3 separate regions of the Mus musculus genome follow, and regions 1 and 3 are each linked to region 2. Evidence: chromatin contacts called from public HiChIP or PLAC-seq data. All regions are on one chromosome and are shown on one strand. Each heading gives the region's core, a stretch centred on a gene start, on an enhancer-like site or on the middle of the called end of the contact. The rest is flanking DNA. Distances are from core to core; before and after follow the strand shown.

The links. HiChIP or PLAC-seq counts read pairs in DNA pulled down with a chosen protein or histone mark.
Region 1: an H3K27ac HiChIP or PLAC-seq map of microglia shows a contact between it and region 2, with 3 times the contacts expected there. The contact joins two enhancer-like sites. A contact is called at or near these places in 2 of 115 datasets of contacts at active chromatin or transcription factors (embryonic stem cells and microglia).
Region 3: a contact with region 2 is called in an H3K27ac HiChIP or PLAC-seq map of microglia, with 3 times the contacts expected there. The contact joins two enhancer-like sites. A contact is called at or near these places in 2 of 484 Hi-C or Micro-C datasets (the G1E-ER4 cell line and rod photoreceptor) and 1 of 115 datasets of contacts at active chromatin or transcription factors (microglia).

The regions. Positions count from the first base shown.
Region 1 is chr17:83,935,018-83,939,669 of GRCm38.p6, forward strand. No RefSeq gene overlaps it. Among named protein-coding and RNA genes, the nearest start is that of Gm35229, 17 kb to the right of the region's middle. Within about 2 kb of position 1,499, at least 82 of the 459 cell types and tissues checked have an H3K27ac peak or open chromatin away from gene starts, as enhancers often do. A contact at or near this core is called in microglia, where this site is marked.
Region 2 is chr17:84,093,399-84,097,955 of GRCm38.p6, forward strand. No RefSeq gene overlaps it. Among named protein-coding and RNA genes, the nearest start is that of Gm35551, 12 kb to the left of the region's middle. Within about 2 kb of position 3,308, at least 164 of the 459 cell types and tissues checked have an H3K27ac peak or open chromatin away from gene starts, as enhancers often do. A contact at or near this core is called in microglia and rod photoreceptor, where this site is marked.
Region 3 is chr17:84,291,590-84,296,273 of GRCm38.p6, forward strand. All of the region lies in intron 29 of Thada (thyroid adenoma associated), which reads right to left. Among named protein-coding and RNA genes, the nearest start is that of Gm24492, 6.2 kb to the left of the region's middle. Within about 2 kb of position 1,807, at least 33 of the 459 cell types and tissues checked have an H3K27ac peak or open chromatin away from gene starts, as enhancers often do. A contact at or near this core is called in microglia and rod photoreceptor, where this site is marked.

The DNA of each region.
Region 1 (4,652 bases), core at 249-2,748, 160 kb before region 2:
CCTCTACCTTGAGGTCAAAGGTGGAAATGGCAGGAAGGTGGAGGAAGGAAGAAAGGATGGAGAAGGGGAAGAAGAGAGAAGGAAGAGAGAAGGAAGGAGAGAAAAGAAGACAGGAGGGAAGGAGAGAGTGGAGAAAGAAAGGAAGAAAGAGAGGGAGAAGAGGGGAGAGAAAGAGAGTTGAGAGAGAGGAGAGGAGGAGAGGGGGGAGGGGGCGGAAGAGGGGGAGGGGGAAGGGGAGAGAGAGAGAGAGAGAGAGAGAGAACCAGTTGCAGGACTTCTTTGTAAAGGTCTAGAGTCAGAGCTGTAACTGTGAGGGCCAGCCCTTGCCAGGAAGGTGAATGCTCTACACAGCGTATCCTGTGGCCATTGATCTGGTGTGTTTGTTCATTTACTAGCTGGAGCAGGAAACCTGCCTGCCGTGCTGGCTTCCCTTCGCTTGGCTGGTCTCAGGGCCTACACCCTGCCCAAAAGGTAGACATCAGCACTCTGTTCACCAAGACAAGATGTTGATTCTCCGATCTGGCCTTGGATTCACTTCTAGGTATGGGAACAGACAAGATCCACATCAAAAGTTCTGTTTAGGATCGAGGAGAGAAAGGAGGTTTGGCCTGATCAGCAGATCTGCTGCTTAGAAACACAAACAAATAGTGAGCGCATTAATGACTAATGAGAACAGGTTTACAGGCTCCTGACACTCGCCAGTCATCTTTGGATCTCCCTGAAGCCAATGAGATAGGACAAGCGTCCTTCCTGACCTGAATCTTAGGGAAGTTTGCAAGAGTGGAGGAGGTTAGAGGGAGTGTCCACGTTTACACTCAGACTTGCTGAGTGTCACCTCGAAGGCCTGAGTGTCCCCTCCTCCTGAGTGGGACTGACATTGAGTGCCTTGCCCACTCATTGCAGGTGGCCCCTGGCAACTGAAAAAGCTAGCCATGGTTTGACACGTCTCTCTACACTCATCATATCCCAGGATGACCCTAGCATTTTAGGTGCACTCAGGACCCAGAAGGTTCACACTGGCCCTAGATGGGTCCTAAGGACAGGAAATCATCCTGCTTGTGTCTGGAGACAGGGACAGGGTCTTAGACTAAGACCATCCTGGAGAATCAGGTTCTTGCAAACCAAGTGACTCCTGGAAAGTCCCCTGCTTGTGACCCATTTCCTTCAGCTGTAAAGGGGTGGGGAAGTGGGGGGGGGCAGGGAGGGACACATGAGGAACGACAATCTTAATTTCTGAGCTGGGCATGGAGGCTCAAGCCTGTAAGTAGAGCACTTGGAAGGCTGAGGCAGGAGAATTGCTACAAGTTTGAGACTAGCTTGTGCTACATAGTGAGTCTCAGAGGAGTCTAAAATACAGAGTGAGACTTGCCTCAAAACAAAACAAAACAAAACAACCCCAAATTTATAATCAAAACAAAACATCTCTTCCACAAGGCCAGCAGTCGCCACCACAGCTGCCACGAGCCTCAGGAGCGCTCCTCATCTGGGTGGCCACCCAGGAAGAGGCGGTGCAGGCAGGGGGTGTTGAGAGATGAGCAGAGGACAAAGGGACAGGAAGAGGGGTGGCTTCTAGCATCTTCTTCAGCCAGATAGCTGTGAATGCACCTGCAGCCCTTTCAGTTCTATTGCTTTATGCAGTTAGCCCAGGATGTGCAGTTAGCCCAGGATGTGCAGTTAGCCCAGGATGACCCCAGTCAGTCTCACAGGTGAAGAAGCTGATGCCTAGGAGGCAAAAGCAGTAGCAGGTACCCTTGTCCCTGAGTGTCCGTGGATAGACCCTACCTAAGGCGTCTGCTGTCTGATTGAAGAGTCATTAACATGAGGTCACAAGGAGGAGCCGTCGAGGTCAGATTTCATGGGCGTGTCTGTCCTAGCCTCACCATCTGGAAGCCGTGGCGTCTCTGTAAGGGTGCCTGCCACCAAGCCTGATGATCTGAATTCAGTCCCCAGAGCCACACGATGGAAGGCCTGAGCCTACAGCTTGTCCCCTGACTTCCACAGCTGCACTGTGGTATCTCTCTCTTCCTCCCTCGAAATTAATTCATTTAAAAAAGTTAAAACAACCAACCGACCCCAAACCAACCGGACCATAGTTCTAGCCACCTGGGGACAGGACAGGCACCTGGGGGCAGCTTGTTTCTGGATTCCCAGGCCAGCATGCTTTGCCCCATGCCCCCTTGTTCCGGTTGGTACCTCAGTGAGTTGGGGGAACAGTGGCCATGCTTTTGCCTTCATGGGTCCATCTAAGTGCCCGTAGGCTCCTGCCGGTCATGGGCTGGGTTTCTTGGGAAAACAGGCAGTTGCTTTGAGAGCAGCTTCCAGCAGCTGAGCATGTCAACCCTCACGCCACCTCTGCTGTTCTCTGCTGCTCTCTACTCTGTCACTCAGGTGGTGGCGGGGTCTCTCTGGAGCAGGCCCTGCCTGGGGCGGTTGAACTTTTGGTGAGTGTTAGACTTGGTGCTCTCATTTCTTTTTGTGTTTTAGTTTTGTTTCCGGGCATGGTTTCTCTCTTAGCTCTCACTGGCTCCTCTCTCTGCAGCTCAGGCTGGCCTCAGACTAGCAGGGATCCCTCTGCCTCAGCTTCCTCATGCTGGGATTGTGGGCCTGAGGACCACGCTCCACAGTGTTCATCTCTGTGGCCTGGAAGGCTGGTGGGGAGGGTGCAAAGGGTTAACTTCATTTTGGCAGTAATTCTCTCTTGGCATCTGAGAGTGGACCGGCCAGGAGCTCTGCTTTCCCGTTGCCGCGGCAATGACACAAAACCGAGAGCAGACACGGATCTGGAGATGGTTAACTGGCCATGTTCCTGGCCGGCGGTGGCCCGCCAGAGAAACTGCTGGAAAGTCACATTAGAGTTTCCCAGCACTAAGGGTGAGAAAGGGGGTGTGGATCTGGGCTCCCCCAGAAAGTCTGGCTCTGGACAAAAGAGATAGAGCTGCTGTGTAGGTCAATGCAGGACTCCTTGCTCCTTGACTCTGAACCTTCAGAGCTCCGAACTTTCAGTGCCGAGAGCACGAAGCTCGACACAGAGCTGCCCACAACAATCTTTGTCAGCCACATTGAGCTGCTGGTTTAGTGGTTTTGATTTTTTCATTTTGCCTGCCTGCCTATCTATCTATCTATCTATCTATCTATCTATCTATCTATCTATCTATCTATCTATCTATCTTTCTATCTATCCAGATCTTACTGTGTAGCCCAGGCTGGCCTGGAACGTGATCCTCCTGTCTGAGCCTTGTTGGGATAAGAAGCACGCACCAGGCTTGTTTTCTTTCTCCCACTTCTCAGCTTTCCCACTCTCCTGCTCCTGCAGCCTTGCTATCCAGGTGCCTCCTGAGGGGACTTCGGATTGTCTCTGGACCAGCCCTACTCAGACCTGAGATCTCAGTCTGAATGGCACTTCGGGAAGACTTCTGCACCTAGACTGGGGCCCTTTTGTGTTATGGGCTTCCTGATGTACTGACTGTCACCTTTCAGACAACCACATGCCTAGTCCCTCACATTTCTCCACTTTCTTGGGCCACCCATGAGGTGGAGGTTGGATGTGGCTTCTTTGCCTCGGAGCCTACGCAGAGGGTCTGTTAGAGGGGCAGCACCACTCACAACTTTGGAAAAGAAGACGATTGTGTGGGGGAAGGGCAGGTCACCGGGTCACCAGGTGCCCTCTGGGAGCTGTGGGCAGCGGGATTTAGCCAATCCCAAGGTTAGGACTCTCTTGCCAGGACAGCTTTGCTTTCCCCGGTGGTTTTCATTATTTTTCATTCCCAGACTATTTTGGAAGCTGGCTGCTATGGGAACCGAGTCTTTGGAAGGCCCAGGCCTCTTTTTCCTCCTACCCCCAGCCTCCCTCCATCTCTATTCCTTCTTAATTGGTTTTTAGTTCCCTGGCTTTCAGGCCGTCTGTTTATTTTGATTGCAACTCCACAGAACAAATCTTTAATGAACCAGCTTGTGGGGAGAGCCATTAGCAGCCGCCTGCCTCCAGGGAGTGGGGGAGGCGCCTGGCCTGGGTCCCAGCCTGGACTTCTACTCAGCGAGGAAGCGGTGGCCAGGTACTGGGTGGCAGCTGCGCATGGGTCGTTCCTTCCTTCAGGTGTAGTCTGGAGATGGGAACAGTTTGTCCTCAGTAAGCTGTCAGAAGCCTTGGCTGAGGTGACCTTATTAGCACTCTGATGCACAGTGACAGAGGTTGGGCTTCCCGGGCCCCCTGAGTTACTGCAGTAAACCCAGAGGGCTCTATGCTGAGTCCCTCATTGTCCAGACAAGGGGAGTGAGGCTGGAGAGCTGAGAAGCCAGCAGACCTCTGAGGAAGACACAGATAAATGGAGAAACCTCCCGAGGGTCGCTGCATTCGGGGTGAATTGGCATCCAACGGTCCTGAGTGGGCTCGGCAGGCCCCAGCTCTCTGGAGTAAATGCCTTTGTCTGTGTTCTGTGGGCCTGACACCATTTATGGGTTTACTCCACTGACTGGGTATGATCACGTCTGTCCAAAGAGTTTTGCCAACAGGAAATGCATATGAGCACTTTATTGTTGTGGGTGTGGAGAACAGAGTGATCCCTGCCGCTTCCTTACCTTGGACAAGCCCTGTCTCCAGTCCACCTCACAGATCTGGTCACTTGTCTGTCCCTCACTGGCCTCATGCTGCCAAA
Region 2 (4,557 bases), core at 2,058-4,557:
GCACCCAGCACACACTTTTAATCTCAGCACTCTAGAAGCAGAGGTAGATGGATCTCTGAGCCAGCCTCATCTATAGAATGAGTTCTGGGCCAGTCATGTGTGTCTGAAAAAGCCACTGAGAAACTTCATCTGGGAAAACGATAACAATAACAACAGGAATGAGATGATGGGGTAAAATAAAACAGGGTGGTCGCATAATTAACCAAAAGCACACCCAACAGGGTAGTTGTTCTGCCTCCTTGTGTGTGTCAACTTGACACAAGCTAGCATCATCAGAGGAGAGAGAAGAATGCCTCCATGAGATCCAGCTGTAGAACATTTTCTTAATTAGTAACTAATCAGGGAGGGCCCACCCCATTGTGGGTGGTGCCATCCCTAGGCTGGTGGTCTTGGATTCTATAAGAAAGCAGACAAAGCAAGCCATGTTGAGCAAGCCAGTAAGCAGCATCCTTCCATGGCCTCTGCCTCCTGGTTTCTAGGCATGCCTATGAGGAATTATCTTAACTAGGTTAGCTGAGGTGGGAAGACCTATCCTAAAAGTGGGTGACACTATTCACTCTGCTTGGATCTTGGATAGCCTAAAAAGGGGAAAGTTAAAGTGGATTAGTGGTGGCACACGCCTTTAATCCCAGCACTCAGGAGACTGAGGCAGGAGGATCTCTGTGAGTTCGAGGCCAGCGTGGTCTAAAGAGTGAGTTCCAGGACAGTCAAAGCTACACAGAGGAACCCTGTCTCAAAAAAAGAAAAAAAAAAAAAAAAAAGAAAGACAGAAAGAAAGAAAGGAGGGGGGAAAGCTGTCTAACATGAGCTTCCAGGGTGTGAGTGCCGAGTAATCGCCTCATACTCCTGCCTCCAGGAGCTTCCCACAATAAACTGGATCTTGGAACAAACCCTTTCCTCCTCAAGTTGCTTCTGTCAGGGTGTTTTATCAGCAATAGAAAAAGTCACTCAGCCAGCATCCAAGAATGTGTTCCTTAACTTAGGGATGGAGGTCCTGGGTGGTAAATGAATGAACGGGCATTCCTTTAAATAAATGAATAAATCAATAAGACAAGTAAGGTTGTTTGTGGAGAATGGCACAGACAGAGTGCCATTGAAGTTCTGCACCCTGAGGGCCAAACAAAACAGGAAGCTGAGGCTAAGATCCCTCGTGGAGGGCCAGGCTCGGGAAAGGTTGCTTACCAAGCGTGAGCAAAGTCCTGGGTTTGATTCCCAGTACCACACACAGAGACAACAGCAACAGCAAGGACAACCACACTTGGAAGTGTCACTAGCCAGCCACCTTTGAACAATGATCCTGACTGTGGGGGTGAGGGAGCAGGGTACAGGCAGGATTTTTCTGCAGATGGTGAAAAATTAGCATCCATCACTGCAGGATGGGGGTGAGGAGTAGCGGGCGGGGTCACTGAAGGGAGGGGCTGCGTGGGCTTTGATTAGTTCTTTTTTTGCACCTCTTAAATATATCGCAATACTTACAGAATACTTTAAGAGTCTCAAGCCAGATCCTGCCGCCCGAGTTGGAGGATGGCTCAGTGGGCATGAGGCTCTGGGAACAAGCACGGGGACTTGAGTTGGAATCCCTAGCGCTCACCCCATGTGCTTGTAGCCCCAGTGTTGGAAGGCAGAGGCAGGAAGATCCCCAGAGCACACTTGCTGGCTGTCCAGCCTGAACCAAATGGCAAGCTTTCATCAGTGAAAGACCCCCATCTCAGAGGAATAAGACAGAGTGATATAGAAAGACACTTTATGTCCTCCTCTGGATTTCATATGTGTGTGTACACTTGCACACACATGTGTACATATATACAACGCACACACAGTCCTTGGAGCTCAGGCAGTGAAATTCCACGTCACAGCAGTTAGAACAGCAGAACTCAAAACCTTTGACAATGCCAAGTGCTGACACAGATGCAGAGTAACTAGAATGTAGACACACTTCCCCTATGCTATGAGACACACAGAGTGTAGGTGCTTGAGAAACAAAGCCAGCCTGCTTTCTCTCTCTCTCTCTCTCTCTCTCTCTCTCTCTCTCTCTCTTTGGTTTTTCAAGACAGGGTTTCTCTGTATAGCCCTGGCTGTCCTGGACCTCACTCTGTAGACCAGACTGGCCTCAAACTCAGAAATCTGCTCACTGCCTCTGCCTCCCAAGTGCTGGGATTAAAGGCATGCACCACCATGCCTGGCTACCAGCCTGCTTTCTTACAACGGAATGCCTTCCCCAGCAACTCCACATCTAGATATTTACCCAAAGGACACAGGTAAAAATATGTATACAAAATGATCACATATGTAACACAAAATGATCACAGCAGCTCTTCTTACAGCAGCCACAACTTAGGTGCCTAGTCTGCAGATAAACTGTTTAATAAAGGAAACTAACTCTGCATATACACTGTATGGATTCCAGTAAGAAATCTGAGATAAAGCAGCACACATTGCAGGACTCCATGGGTCTTCAATCCAAAGCCACATGAAACTTAGAGGATATGTCACCAACAGCAGAGCCTGGAAGGTTGGGGCTGGTAGGAGGATTCAGGGAACATTCTGGACCGAGGATTGTTCTGTCAGTGTGCTGTGGATGGCACAGGGCATAGATGTGGCAAAAGGCACACTGAGGAGCTGTGCCATAAAGGGCCATCGAGAAGGGTCATCAGCCTTCTGTTGCTGCGGAGCCTGAGGAGCTGGGGTTAGTCTCCCAGGATCCACATGGTAGAAAGCAAAAACTGACTCCCACAAGTGGTCCTCTGACCTCCATCCACATGTGCACTGTGGTAAAAACACAGAGGACATGCGTGTGTCACACACACACACACACACACACACACTAATAAATTTCAATACTTTTCAAGCAACTTTAATTTATACATTTTGTTTCACTATTCCACGGTAGGTTTTTAAAAACTGTATCTGTGATGCTTAAAGGACACTCCACACCGACTAAGTCAGGGACTCCTCTGGGTGACGCTCAGGAATCTATCTGCCTGTTCAGAGCCCTAAGGTCCAGGTCCCCAGGGGTGACACCCACTCGCCCCTCCCCCACTTTGGCCCGTGACACTTCCAACAGGGCAGGCTTGGCGTCCCCCCTCCCTCCAAGCTCCCAACCCCTCTGCCTAGTCGCCCTTAGCAACCAAGAAAGGACTTGCAAATCCTCAAAGTGCAGCCGCCTGGGGAGGGGCGGCGCGGTGTCAACGAGACAAGGACACGTCCAAAACGCTGGGTAATTGCCGGGCTGCTAATGCTCAGCCCTTTGTGCGTCCGCGCGGAGCCAGCGGCCGCGCTCCCAAGCCCCGGCTTTTCAGGGCGGGCGCGCAGGGGGCCTGACGACCGCGCTCCCGCGCTCCGAGGCGCATAATTAATCGGCCTTCACAGGGTCGGGGACAAAGGCGCTCATTCACCCGCCGCTCCTCCCTCCCCGGGATATTGTTATTGCGGAAAAACTGCAGCCAGCTGGGCCGCAGGGCAACGTCAGCGCCATGGGAGAACGGACCGACCGCACCTAGGAGACCCAGTTCTCTCTCCTCCAGAGCCCCCCAGAGGGATCGGGGCAGCCAGGAGCCAGGGTGGGCAGGACGCAGGGTCTCTTTTGCGGGCTACAGGGTGCTGAAAGCGTCGAGGTTTCTGTCGGGCCCCGATACGTTCGAGCTGTGGAAATGGGAACGGCACGTGCCTACACTGGCTCCTAGGAGAACTTAAATGGACTTGCTTGCCCAGGCTAGAGCCCTACCCGGCAGGCCCTCCACAACACCAAGAAGAACGGGTCTGTAGTTAAAGTCAAGGACCCCGAGGAGTGTTGGGGAAACTTGCCTAGGCCCACTGTGACCTTACCAAATCTATAAGATGGCTCCGTGGATAAAGGTGCTTGCTTTTAAACCTGGAGACCTCCACTCGATCCCTGTGACCCTTATTAACCATGGAAGCAGAGACCTCCACGTATGTGCACCACCCCTCAAGCATGTTCCCTACCCCACGGTAACGATAAACAACGTTATTTTTAAAGTGAAGCGGTAGGCTGGACATCTATCTGCATTTTCCTGTTCTTCAAGCCCTCTGGAAGCTCTCTGAAAGCCGCCGCAAAAGTGGCTCAGCGCTCCGCCCCAGTTCATGGGTGAGAAGACAATCTTCAGAAGTGACAGGCCACGGTCACAGAGCAGGGCTGCTTGGACCCTGGGCATGCTGGTTGTGCGCAAAGCGGAGCAGAAGAAAGAAAAAGCTGCTAGAGATTGAGACACTGGCCTTCCTCAAGCCTAAACCCTCCCTGACTTCAAAGCCCTGGACCAAGGCTCGTATTAAAACCCTGACCTCTCCTTGTACTGCAAAAGACTTTGGCATGTTCTGTTCATGGGACCTATGGGGGTTCCCCTACCAGCTCCATCTGAGGTGTCTTTGAGAGACCAGGCCCAAAGCCTTCATGGCTGTGTCAAGGCCACTGCCCACCAAACCTGAGTCATGGCTGATCATGGCAACACTCTCTCACCATTCAGAGGCCCTGGCCTGAGGGCTCCATTCCTCTTCAAAGTCCAGTGTTCCCCCAGGCCCAGCAGAAGCCCAGGTTCCAGG
Region 3 (4,684 bases), core at 557-3,056, 200 kb after region 2:
GGGTACAGCACAAGGTCAGCACATGGAAATTAAGGCTATTCCCCATAAAGGCAACGGAAACTTTAGAGTTAAGTGTAAAACCAGTACTATTTCTAATAACACACAAACCATTAACCATTATGGGATAACTCTATCAAAATAAGTATGTATAAGATCATGGATTCTTTAAGGGCAGTAGTCAGCAAAGTTTTCCTATGAAGGGCCAGAGAATAAATACAATACAAATTTTGGGTCTTTCTTACAAGTATAAGCAGCTATAGAAAACATGTAAAAAAAAAAAAAAACCAACCAACAAAAAAGAGGCACAGTCTTCAATAAAACTTTATTCAAAACACAATGAGGACCTGATTTGACTTGACCATTACAGACTGTAGCCTTGTTGTAGTAGAGAAATGCATTCACAACATCTTATTGCCAGTACTGATTAAAAGTTCTAGACTATTAAGTTACTTACAAACTTGAAGGCTGCTGTGAAATAGAGATGGCCATAATTTCTGCCCAGAGAAACAAAATAAATGTTGTAATCTGTTGAATATTAAATTGTTTTACATCGAATTCAGAAATCCTATCCTAGCATTTACGTTTCATTGCCTGCAGATGCCCGAGTTTTCAAGTGTTCATTGGACTGACCATAAAAAGTTTTCTGGTTCCTTTATTAACTAATGAATTAAATACAACTTTGTACATATTCATTTTATATTTGTCTGAGTAGTGATTTTATTTATCCATGTATTTATTTTAAATTTTATTTTGTAACAAATAATTTTTTATAATGGCATTTTAAACTTCACATTATCTTCATCATTATTATGAAAGACAGTTGCCAGCCACCACTGCATTTGAAACTTGCATATATAGTAGCTCTACTTTTTAACTAGAATATTTGTTTATTTATTTATTCTGTATGTACACACGTCTGTCTGAGTGTATGCCATGTATAAGTGGGTGCTCACAGAGATCAGGAAAGGGCTGGAGTTACAGGCAGTTATGAGCTGCATGACATGGGTTCTAGAACCAGACTCAGGGCCTCTGCAAGAGCAGCCAGTGCTCTTAACCACTGAACCAGCTCTCCCACACCATAACATCTCTTTTCATATCAACAGTGCAAATTATGGTACCTTTATATATCAAAGGATAGGCTATTGTGCAAAGTTTACATGGCCTGCCTGTGTCAAACATCTAGAAAATAGGGGAAGATAATACCAAGTCCAGGACTACGCAGACCCAACCCTCAGACTCAATCCTCTTTGCATCTCACAGTTCTCTGTTCACAATGCCGATGGAGCATTACAAACAGAACCACAACAACAAAACACCCAGGGCTAAATCTCAAACTACAACCAAGTAGGAACAAAGTAGTCACAATAAAACATGACATTTCCTCTTTTAAAATGGTAAAAACACTTAGAGTCCCTGCCTGATTTGTTCTTTATCCCTCCAGTTATTAGAAGACAAGAGATAATCTACCTTTTTGTGAAATTCTTTCTAAAAAACTGTTCAGATAAAGTTCCAATGAACTCCAACTGAAGTTTATACAAAAGTGATTTTGTAACCATTTTCAATTTCTACACACAAAGTTTCAAAGTGGGTCACTGAAAACCTGTATCCCAAGTAATATAAAACTGAATATTTTGATTTCCCTGGGCTGGGCAGTAAGCCTCTTGAACCTCTATTTTTGGAAACTGTGGTATCCCTTTAATCCTGTTACAGAACTGCTGACAGGGGTGATAGTGAAGGAAGCAGACTGAGAGTCTGTCTCAGCAAAGGCTCCAGGAAGAGGAAGAAAACAAGGCATAAGCAAGCAAATCATCTTGCAAGAGAATCTTGTGAGATCTGTGTCGGTGTTCACAACTCAACTCTAGAGCACACGGCCGTGAAGCTGCTCAGCGCTGGTGTAGCTGAGAGCCAACACCTACAGCAGGGTTAAAGTTGTGCCTGTAGGGAACACAACAGCCCTCCTCTGGGTCTGTCTTTTTCATAACCAGAAAATCTTTGGTGTATGGAGAGACCACTGAGAAAACATCTGTATTTCCCCACCTCGCTGTGCCTTGCTACATTTAAACTGTCAGGGTACATGTACTCTGTATGATGCACGGTCTTGATTCCAGATCCTTCCCAAGTAGCTGAGACAACCTAGCTAACAATTTTCTAAAAACTAGTATCAGTTGCTTTTCAAAAATGGCCCCTGGTTTGCTCAAGTCATTTTCAAAGTACTCTTTGAATTTACTGTGAAAAACATACAGAACTAATATCTCTTTCCAAATTAAATTTGGTACTCCAGGTTTACTGGCTGTCCTCAGACAACACGTGATAAAGACTGATATTCTAAACGTTCAGCTCCATTCCTGAAGGCCATGTGTTAAGTATGTGCAATACAATTTAACCTTTCTTGAAGTCAAGAGCTATCATTCTGCTGGCTGTTTTCTGATTGAGGCCCAAGTGCTAAATGAAAATAAAGTCAGATGCTGACAATTATGAATGCTCAGAAGGTTTGGACAGAGGCTCTAGCAGCCTAGATATATACACAGCATGCCTACCTCTATGTACTTCTACTGTGAGAAAGAAAGCCTGTTTCTCTAAGTGCAAGGACCAGACTGTAGGAATTGCAGGGTTGGCCAGAAAGACCTCGGTCTGTAATAGAGGTGAGTATGGTCTATGTCTACATCTATATTGATTCCATATATACATATGAAAGCATCATACTGAAACTAACTGTTATCTAAAATTAATAAACCCTAGATTTCTTGCTCCTTAAGTGAGAGGCTACAGATAAGAAAGTAAAATAGAATGGGCTATACAGTACTGCACCAGAATCAAATCAGTATGGTCTCCTGCTAGCTTAACACAGATGCAGACTGATATAGAAAAATTATGTGTGCATATAAATAGGTTAATATATTTATGTGGGTTTCCTAACTCTGTTTAAAGAGCACATCTAGAATTAGTGGTACCTCAGTAGCAATGAGTACACACTATTGTGATTTTGGTGTCTAATATCATTTGCCAATAAAAGGAATCAGGGCTTCTTGGGAGATTACTAATTCTAGACCTAGGTGAGCTGAAAACATCTTGTAATGCCAGAAAAGAAAAAGCAACAAATCAAACTAAAAGTATGGAAGTATGTTAAAGAGACAAGAACAAACCTGAGTTTACAGTGGCTGAAACCAGAGACATCTGGGCAACAAAATAAACTATGAAATGTTAGATTAAGCCTAAATTAAAAGATAACACCCTATTTGACATTACATGTGTAGTATAATGTAGGGTCAGTTGCTGCTGCTGACTTTCATCCATCTTCTAGCACAACCCAGAAAATAATGAACTCATGCAAATTGCAATTTCCTTGTATTTTAATCTCCCACACACCCAGCACTGAGCACTAACTTTGTTTGATAGCCCAAAACAGCAGTTTTAATACTTGGTAAGCTCTATGTGGTATTTAACTTTGTTTTTGTTAGCATATATTTTTTCTTTATTAAACTTTTATCTCTCTTAAACTTTTTCTGAGTTCATTCTATGTTTCTTCAACTAAATTTTTAAGCTGGGTGAATATTTTATTAACACTTTAGTTTTGATATGCTCATTTATAGCCATATGTGTCCCTTTAAAGCCATCTGAACTCCGTCTTACATTATCACTTTGTGGTACTTCCATTCTTGTCCAGATCTAAATATTTGGAACTTTCTGTTATGACTTTTTTTTTTTTTTGTTAATGTATTACTTGAGTTTTTACAAGTTTAAGCATTTCCATAGAAGCTGAGCATCTCTGGTGACATTCCCTTTTCTGAAATTCATTGAAGCCAGTTTTGAGTTATCATAATGTGATTATTTGTGAATTGTCTATTTTGAAGACTATTCTTCAATATTACACATCCCTTTTCTTCTGCCTTGTAGCAATGTGAGTTGAAAATGATAAACAATACACATTTTTCTAGTTTTTCTTTAATTCTAAACACTTTAACGTTTAAGAAAATTAAAGCAATGCTCTTAGTGTCGGAAATTTTCATGATTTCTCTGCTGGTTTGGAGAATTGTTCTTTTACCAGTAATTCCTTCTTAATCCCTTTTTATGCCTTTTTGCCTCATGCTATTTTTGTCTAATGTTGAGATTGCTTCATCAACTTTCTTCTGCCTTAGATTCTTAAATACATGCACACATACAACATTCATTTCATTTCTCTTATTAAATTACAGTTTTAGTTGTCCTTTATAAATAGCATAGATCTAATCTTATTTTTATATTTAATCTCATGGTAAACTTTTTGGTTAGAGTAATTTTAGATTTACTAAAAAGTTGTGAAGACATTACAAAGGATTTCCGTACATCTGCCACGCAATTTTCCCACTGTCACTGTCCTCTATTATTGTGGTGTTTTTTGGTATTAAGGACTTGGGTTTTTTTTTTTTCAAAGAATTATTTATTTAGTTTATACATGTGAATATACTGTAGCTGTCTTCAGACACACCAGAAGTGGGCATCAGATCTCATTGCAGATGGTTGTGAGCCACCATGTGCTCCAGCCATCTCTCCAGCCCCAAGGACTTGTTTTTAATGGCCTGCACATAGACCGCTGGTCAGAAAGTCTCTCCATTTGAATTTGTCTCTTTTGGATTTTGGTGGTGCATTGTTTTGTGGCTAAGCTAGGGTTTAAGGTTTGAGAAGGAGGCTACAAAGATGGTTGCCA